2 separate regions of the Rattus norvegicus genome follow, and region 1 is linked to region 2. A link is a contact called in public Hi-C data. All regions are on one chromosome and are shown on one strand. The core of a region is the stretch at or near the end of the contact, and the rest is flanking DNA. Distances in the headings are between cores, read along the strand shown. Region 1 holds the start of Tonsl (tonsoku-like, DNA repair protein). Region 2 overlaps LOC134479929 (a long non-coding RNA gene).

The links. Hi-C and Micro-C count contacts between places; a contact is called where the count stands out from the background.
Region 1: a Hi-C map of liver shows a contact between it and region 2, with 7 times the contacts expected there. The contact joins the promoter of Tonsl here to the enhancer-like site in region 2. A contact is called at or near these places in 8 of 12 Hi-C or Micro-C datasets (the A7r5 cell line, the Rat2 cell line, Schwann cells and 4 more).

Annotation. Positions count from the first base shown.
Region 1 is chr7:110,239,471-110,243,181 of GRCr8, forward strand. It overlaps Tonsl (tonsoku-like, DNA repair protein), which reads right to left and starts at 1,927. Exons shown (of 26, transcript NM_001130572.1): 1 at 1,836-1,927; 2 at 1,660-1,755; 3 at 1,427-1,569; 4 at 710-893; 5 at 347-476; 6 at 1-79. The coding sequence starts at 1,860.
Region 2 is chr7:110,156,353-110,160,009 of GRCr8, forward strand. LOC134479929 (a long non-coding RNA gene) reads left to right here. Exons shown (of 2, transcript XR_010053861.1): 1 at 1-601; 2 at 1,355-3,079. Among named protein-coding and RNA genes, the nearest start is that of Slc52a2, 15 kb to the left of the region's middle. Within about 2 kb of position 1,554, at least 3 of the 93 cell types and tissues checked have an H3K27ac peak or open chromatin away from gene starts, as enhancers often do. A contact at or near this core is called in liver, where this site is marked.

The DNA.
Region 1 (3,711 bases), core at 677-3,176, 83 kb after region 2:
AGAGTGCTGCCCTCCGCGCCAGTGGATGGCACCCAGGTTGTATCGGGCCCGGAACAGATCTTCATACAGATGGTTCTGCCTGTGGAGGATGAGGTAACAGGAGCTCAGAGTGTCCAGTGTCCACCAGCCTTGGAACAGTGGACCCCGAAATGCCTATGATATTGTTGATGTTCAACCAGTTACGGCTACAGACACCACACAGACCCTGGGCTCTACCATGCTATGGTTTCAGGCCTATATCTTCTTCTCCTCAGCCTGCAGCATAAATGTACATGGCAAACGAACAACTTAGGCAAGCTGCCCTCTCAGAAGGATCCCAGGCGACCACCCGCTCCCTCCTCCTCACTCAGCGAGAAAGATGCTCTTTTTGAAGTAGTTGTTGCACTGGGCTGTCTGCTGCAGGCTCTCACAGGTGAGGCCCAGATTGAGGTAGAGACGGGTCCTCATCTCACTCAGTTCCCGCTGGGTCAGCATCCCTGGAAAGCAAGAGCTTTAGGGACTCAATTGCCTCCTCTGGGTATGGGGTTTTCCCTTTATCCCACCCTTTTTCCATCTCTTATTGAGTGAGCCAGGAGTCTGCTGCAGATAGAGTATACAGGGAAGGGGCAGATGTCTCACAGGTTCAAGCTGGTGAGCAACTCAGGCCTTGGAAAGGGAGGACCTAGAATGCAGGATATGGGGAGGGAAAATCCAGGGAAAGGGCACCCACCCTCTAGTTTCTCATCCACAATAGCCAAACTCTTCTCAAAGGCAGCCTGTGCCTGCAGCAAGGAATCTCTTGATTGGCAGTGGTCATATACATCCAGATGGGTGCGGCCAATGGTGGCCCAGGCTCTCTGCAATTCAGTGTGGTTGGACAGGGAACCAGCTAGATCCAGGTAGAGATGCTGGTGCTAGTGTAGAAAAAAAAAGCGTGGGCTGGAGAGATGGCTCAGTGGTTAAGAGCACGGATTGTTCTTCCAGAGGTCCTGAGTTCAAATCCCAGCAACCACACGTGGCTCACAACCATCTGTAATGGGATCCGACAGCCACAGTGTACTTATATATAATAAATAAATCTTTAAAAAAAAGAGAGAAGAAAAAGCATTTGAAGTACCAGAGGAAGCTACTCTTATGAAAGAGAACCTTCTGTTTCCCAAAATTCAACAGAGTTGGCTACACCCATGTCCTATCTTTCCTGTGCAAAGGACTGTCTATGTAGCAGTGTTGTCATGGGAGACCACTAAGGGCTGCCTGGAGTGTTGCTTGCCATAGCAGTGGGTCCCGAGTCTTCTCTTCAGTTGTCACAAACTCATTCATCCCCGAGTCAAGAGCCGGGCAGCGCCCCGAGTAAGCATAAGGGTGTGACTGCCTGCCGTGTCAGTTGTCGCTGAATACTATTTGTATACTAGTCCTCACTCCTCAACAAGAAGTGAAGGCTCTGTACCTTCAGAGCAGCAGAGTAGTTCTCCATTTCAGCCAGCCGCTCTCCGATCTTGCGGTGGGCCACAGCGCAGCCTAGGGTGTCCTGGACACTCTCTAGCAGATGTAGCTCCTGCTGGTGCTCCTCTAAAGCTTCCTGGAAGCGACCTGCCGGAAGAGGGGCGTGGGGGGCTCAAGGTGCGCCATCACTCAGTCAGTCCCCTGCCGCCAGCCCTCCCTCTCACCACTCCGGCTCACCGTGGCTAGCTAGCAGCTCCCCCAGCTGGTGGCAGCAGACCGCCTCCTCGCACAGCTGTCCATTCCTCTGGGCCCTGGCCTTCGCCTTGCTCAGCTCTGCCGGAAGAGAGAATCAAGTCTAACCCAGGACCCGACCCACACCCTGCGTCCCGACAAGTACGCCCCAGAATACTCACGGCGAAGCTCCTGTTCCAGCGTCATATTCACACAGCCACCGCCGCCGCCGCCGCCGCCGCGAAAATCTGGACTTCCCGCGCTTCTCTGAGCCCACGCCCATTACCTCGTTCCACCCCTAACACGCAGGGCCCACCCAGTCTTCTGAGCGCATGCTTAACTCCGCCCCTCCGGTGGCCCAAGTGCTGTAGACCCCAGGCCTCCTGGGATTTGTAGTCCGACGAGCTCCAGCATGGCGGGATCAGAGAGCCCAAGGTCTGTTGGTTGGGATCTGGGCTTTCAAAGCTGCTGGCGGAGAATGCAGGTACCCAGGCAGGCAGTGTCCTTATTTACAGACCCCTTCGGGTGAGTTACCCGGACTACAGACAACGTGTGGGCACTAACCCTGCTGCCCTGTAGCCTACCTGACTTTGTTTTGTTTTAAGAGTAGACGAGCATGGTGGCATACGCCTTTAATCCCAACATTCAGGAGACTGAGACAGGCAGATGTCTAAATTTGAGGCCAGCGTGGTCTCAGAGCGAATTAATCCCGGAAAGCCAATGCTACACACACACACACACACACACACACACACACACACACACACACACACACACACACAGACACACACAGAGCGAGAGAGAGAGAGAGAGAGAGAGAGAGAGAGAGAGAGAGAGAGAAAGAGAGATTTTTTTAATTTCACGTATGTGTTTTACCTATATGTGTGTATGTGCACCTTCCGTGTGCCTAGAGGCTGAAGACACTTGAAGGGACGGGAGTTACAGTTTGTTACGAGTCATCGTGTGGGTGCTGGGAACCGAACTTGGGTCCTCTGCAAGAGTAGTAAATGCTCTTAACTACCGAGCCAACTTTCCAGCTCTCAACCTGCCTTTTTATTACAGGGGTCCTGTAATGCTACCCCCTTTCCTCTAGAAATTAAAGCACATACCACCTATTCTACCTACATTTATGAAAAAAACTTTAAAAAGCAAAACAGGTGTTCATATAGAACTGGCTGGACTCAGAGATCCCCCTGCCTTTGTCTCCTTTGTGCTGTGCTCAAAGGCCTGTATCACCACACTACACTTGTAAGTTTTACCTTTAAAGTTGTAAATTATTATCTTGTTGTATGGGTATTTTGTCTGTGTACCATTTGTGTGCCTAGTGTCGTCCATGGAGGCCAGAAGGCATCCCTAGAAAGGGGTGGGGAGGTCTGGAGGAGTTGAGGAGTGGTGCTGGGGAATGGAGAGATGGCTTAGTGGTTAAGAGCATTGGCTACTCTTCCAGAGGAATGGGGTTCAATTTCCAGCACTCACATGGTAGTTCACAGATATCTGTAACTCCAGTTCCAGGGGATCTGATACCCTCCAACAACCATTCACAGAGGCCCAACACCAATGCGGAGACAAACAAACAAACAAACAAACAAACAAACAAATGTATGAGTAAAGAAATAAAACTGGTGGTACACACAGTCATGAACAACCATGTGGATGCTGAAAATCAAATCTGGCTTTTCCCAAAAAAAGCCTTGGCCAATACTCTTAACCACGGAGCCATCTCTCCAGCCCCTACTCTTGTAACTTTTAAAAAGCAATACAATACAAATAAGGGCTGGAGAGATGGCTCAGCGGTTAAGAGCACCTGACTACTCTTCCAGAGGTCCTGAGTTCAATTCCCAGCAACCACATGGTGGCTCACAACCATCTGTAAGGAGATCTGTACCCTCTTCTGGTGTGTCTGAAGACAGCTACAGTGTGCTTATATATAATAAATGAATAAATCTTTTAAAAAAATACAATACAAATAAATAAATGTGGTTTTTATGATTGGGCATGAGGACTTAATGAAACTGTTGGGTACCCTGGGGATCAGCCCACATGCAGAGGACACAGAAG
Region 2 (3,657 bases), core at 304-2,803:
CCAGGTGGCTGCATGGGCAGAAGCATGCCTAAATGCTGTCTCATTCGTGCCCCTAGCTGGAGAGCTCTAGTGAGAGCAATGACTTCTCTCTGGGGGCTGATATACCATTACCCACAAAGCACCCATGTTTTATCACCTTTGTGAAATTCACTGTTGTATTCTCAAAAAGTCTCTGTCCTACCTGCATAAATCCACTTCCGTGTGTGAATGAAGTAGCCTCGGAAAGAGGATCATCCCGTAGGGCTCATCTATTACTGCAGGTGACATGGAGACTCTCCACACAGAAAAGCTGCAGAGTCCTCAGGATTAGCATCTGGTGAGCTCCGGGGCTTGTTTTATTTTATTTTGTTTTTTGCTCTTTTGAGACAGGGTTTCTCTGTGTAGGCCTGGCTATCCTGAAACTCTCTCTGTAGACCAGGCTGGCCTCAAACTCAGAAATCCCCCTGCCTCTGCCTCCCGAGTGCTGGGACTAAAGTCTGGTACCGCCACCACCTGGTGAGCTCCGAGGTTTGTAAAAGAAGAGCTGCACCCTGCTCTCTAAGAGGAAGTCCATCATGCTGAGACTCTGGGGGCCCTGTGGAAGCCATCTGACTCTTGAGAGGTAAGCACTGTCCTGGGATAGAACTTGAATCCCAGTACTGGGGAGGCAGAGGCAAGCTTGAGGCCCAATCTGGTCTACATGATGAGTTACAAGTCGTCCAGGCTACACAGTGCAACCTTGTCTTGAAAGGGGGATGAGGGAGGGAACAAGAGCTAGAGAGACCTTAAGTGGATCTGAAGTTTAGATATGCTGCCTCTAGCTAGGAGGGGAATGAGACAGTTACACAGGACCACAGGGGAATAACAGAAATTCGTCTACTGTAGAGGTTAGGAGGCACGCAGAGTGGGTGGTTGAGGCTTGCCGTCAGTACCAGTGAGGAGGACTGAGTACTGGAATGTTGACAAGAGAGGGTGGTCATGACAGAAAAAACAAACAAACCCTGATCCTTGTACTAATAAGGAATATAATTTGGGATCTGGAGAAATGGCTCAGCATTTAAAGAATGCTTTCTGCTTAATGCAGAGGACCAAATTACAATTCTCCCCCTCACTGGGCAGCCTACAATCACTTGTAACTACAGCTTCAAACCTCTGGCTTCAGTAGGCACCTGCTCTGATGGGACACCCACATGCTGGCACATGAATACACATAGGTAATTAAAAATAAATCTTAAAGGAAAGAACGTAACTTTGATTCTTGTAATATCTAGGGAGGAAGTAGAAGAGCGCACACAACCCCGGGGCCTCTAGTTACTCTGAGGGGACTTCCTTCTTTGCTGGGGTCCTTATGGTCCTGGAATTTGTCCTTTTTCAGATTCAACTGTGTGAGGTCGTCAGATATGAGCCGGCCTTCCCTCATACGAGAAAAAGGACATTATTGCTTCCAAGGGTTTCGCTCTTTGGTGACTGGACTTGACCCCAGAAGAGTCTCAGAAGCTTTGGACTCTGCCAGCAGAAATATCAGCTGATCAATAACCGGAAAGAATTCTTTGACCTGAGGCCGTTAGTGCCTGCAGACTGAACTGGGTGGGCACTAGATGGCGCTCTAGAATTTCCTGAGACAGAAGAGCGGATTAGTGTGACCATAAACTGAATCCGTTATCTCTTTTCTGGCTTTCAGGGTCTCTGCTTAGTTATTAAAAAAAACCTTGAAAGTGTGGAGTGTTGGTGGCCCACGCCTTTAATCCCATCACTCGGGAGGCAGAGGCGGTTGGGGCTCTGTGAGCTAGGGCTGTACAGAGAAACCCTGTTTCAACAAAACAAATACCTCTAAAGCTGTCTTAATAAAGTACGGAAGGGATTTTAGGGTTCTTGATCTAGCTATTTGTCTGAGGTAGGATCTCACTATGTAGCTCTACTGGCCGGGAATTCACAGAGATCCACCTACCTCTGCCTCTTGAATGCTGGGATTGAAGATATGCACCGCTGTACTATACCTGGCCCAATCTGTCCTTTTGTTTGTTTTTGTTTGTTTTCCGGAGCTGAGGACCGAACCCAGGGCCTTGGGCTTGCTAGGCAAGCGCTCTACCACTGAGCTAAATCCCCAACCCTGTTTATTTGTTTTTTGAGATAAGGTTTCTCTGTGTAATCCAGGATGTCCTGGAACTCACTCTGTAGACCAGGCTGGCCTCAAACTCACAAAGATCTGCCTGCCTCTGCTTCCTGAATGCTGGGGTTAAAGGTGTGTGCCCGTCACCGCCACAGTCACCACCACCCTCTGGTTTTGATTTTTTTTTTTATTTTTTATTATTATTTTGTTTTTTGGTTCTTTTTTTCGGAGCTGGGGACCGAACCCAGGGCCTTGCGCTTCCTAGGTAAGCGCTCTACCACTGAGCTAAATCCCCAGCCCCTTGATTTTTTTTATTTTTATTTTTTATTTTTTTAAAGTTTTTTTTTAAAGATTTATTTATTCATTTATTATATATGAGTACCCTGTAGCTGTCTTCAGATACACCAGAAGAGGGCATCGGATCTCTTTACAGATGGTTGTGAGCCACCATGTGGTTGCTGGGAATTGAACTCAGGACCTGGAAGAGCAGACAGTGCTCTTAACCACTGAGCCATCTCTCCAGCCCAATTTTAAAAAAAAAAAAAATTTATTTGTTATGTTTACAGCATTCTGCCTGCATGTATGCCTGTAGGCCAGAGAGGGCACCAGATCTTATTACAGATGGTTGTGAGCCACCATGTGGTTGCTGGGAATTGAACTCAGGACCTCTGGAAGAGCAGACAGTGCTCTTAACCACTGAACCATCTCTCCAGCCCTCCGTTTTTGATTTTTAAAAATTTGATTTTGTATGTATATGCCCTTTGTGTATGCCTGGTACCCACAGAAGCCAGAAGCTGAGTGACAAACCACCAAGAACTGGAGTCACTATGCCAGCATGATGTAGATTTGGGGGAAGGAAGCTGCCCTGGGGAGGCAGAGGGAGGTATTTTTCTCCTCTGGTTCAAGTGAGTCAGATTTTGTGGTTCTCTTGGGATGGGAACAGGGATAAGCGGGGAGTGGATATGTCTTGATAAAGATATTTTTATTATATTTACTTATTTATTTTGTGAGGAAGGATATACATGTGTGTGTGTGTGTGTGTGCGCACGCGCACGCGCACATGCCATGGTGCACATGTAGAACAACTCTCAGGAGAGTATCATCTCCTTCTACCATGTAGGTCCCAAAAAATTGAACTCCAGATCATCAGGCTGGGCAGCAAGTCTCTACCCATTGGGCCACCTTGCCAGTTTGCTGGGGAAGATTTTTTGTTTTGTTTTTTATTTTTTTGTTGTTGTTGTTATTGTTGTTGCTTGGTGGTGGTGGTGCTTTATTTATTTATTTTTCCAACTAGAAAATAATACCCTGGGCTGGAGAGATGGCTCAGTGGTTAAGAGCACCGACTGCTCTTCCAGAGGTCCTGAGTTCAAATCCCAGCAACCACATGGTGGCTCACAACCATCTGTAATGGGATCTGATGCCCTCTTCTGGTGTATCTGAGGACAGCTACAGTGTACTTATATATAATGAATAAATAAATAAATCTTTAAAAAAAAAAAAAAAAAAAATAATACCCTAACGGACTGGTTGTGAAAGGACACCACAACGTCACTGGGTTCCCCATAGTC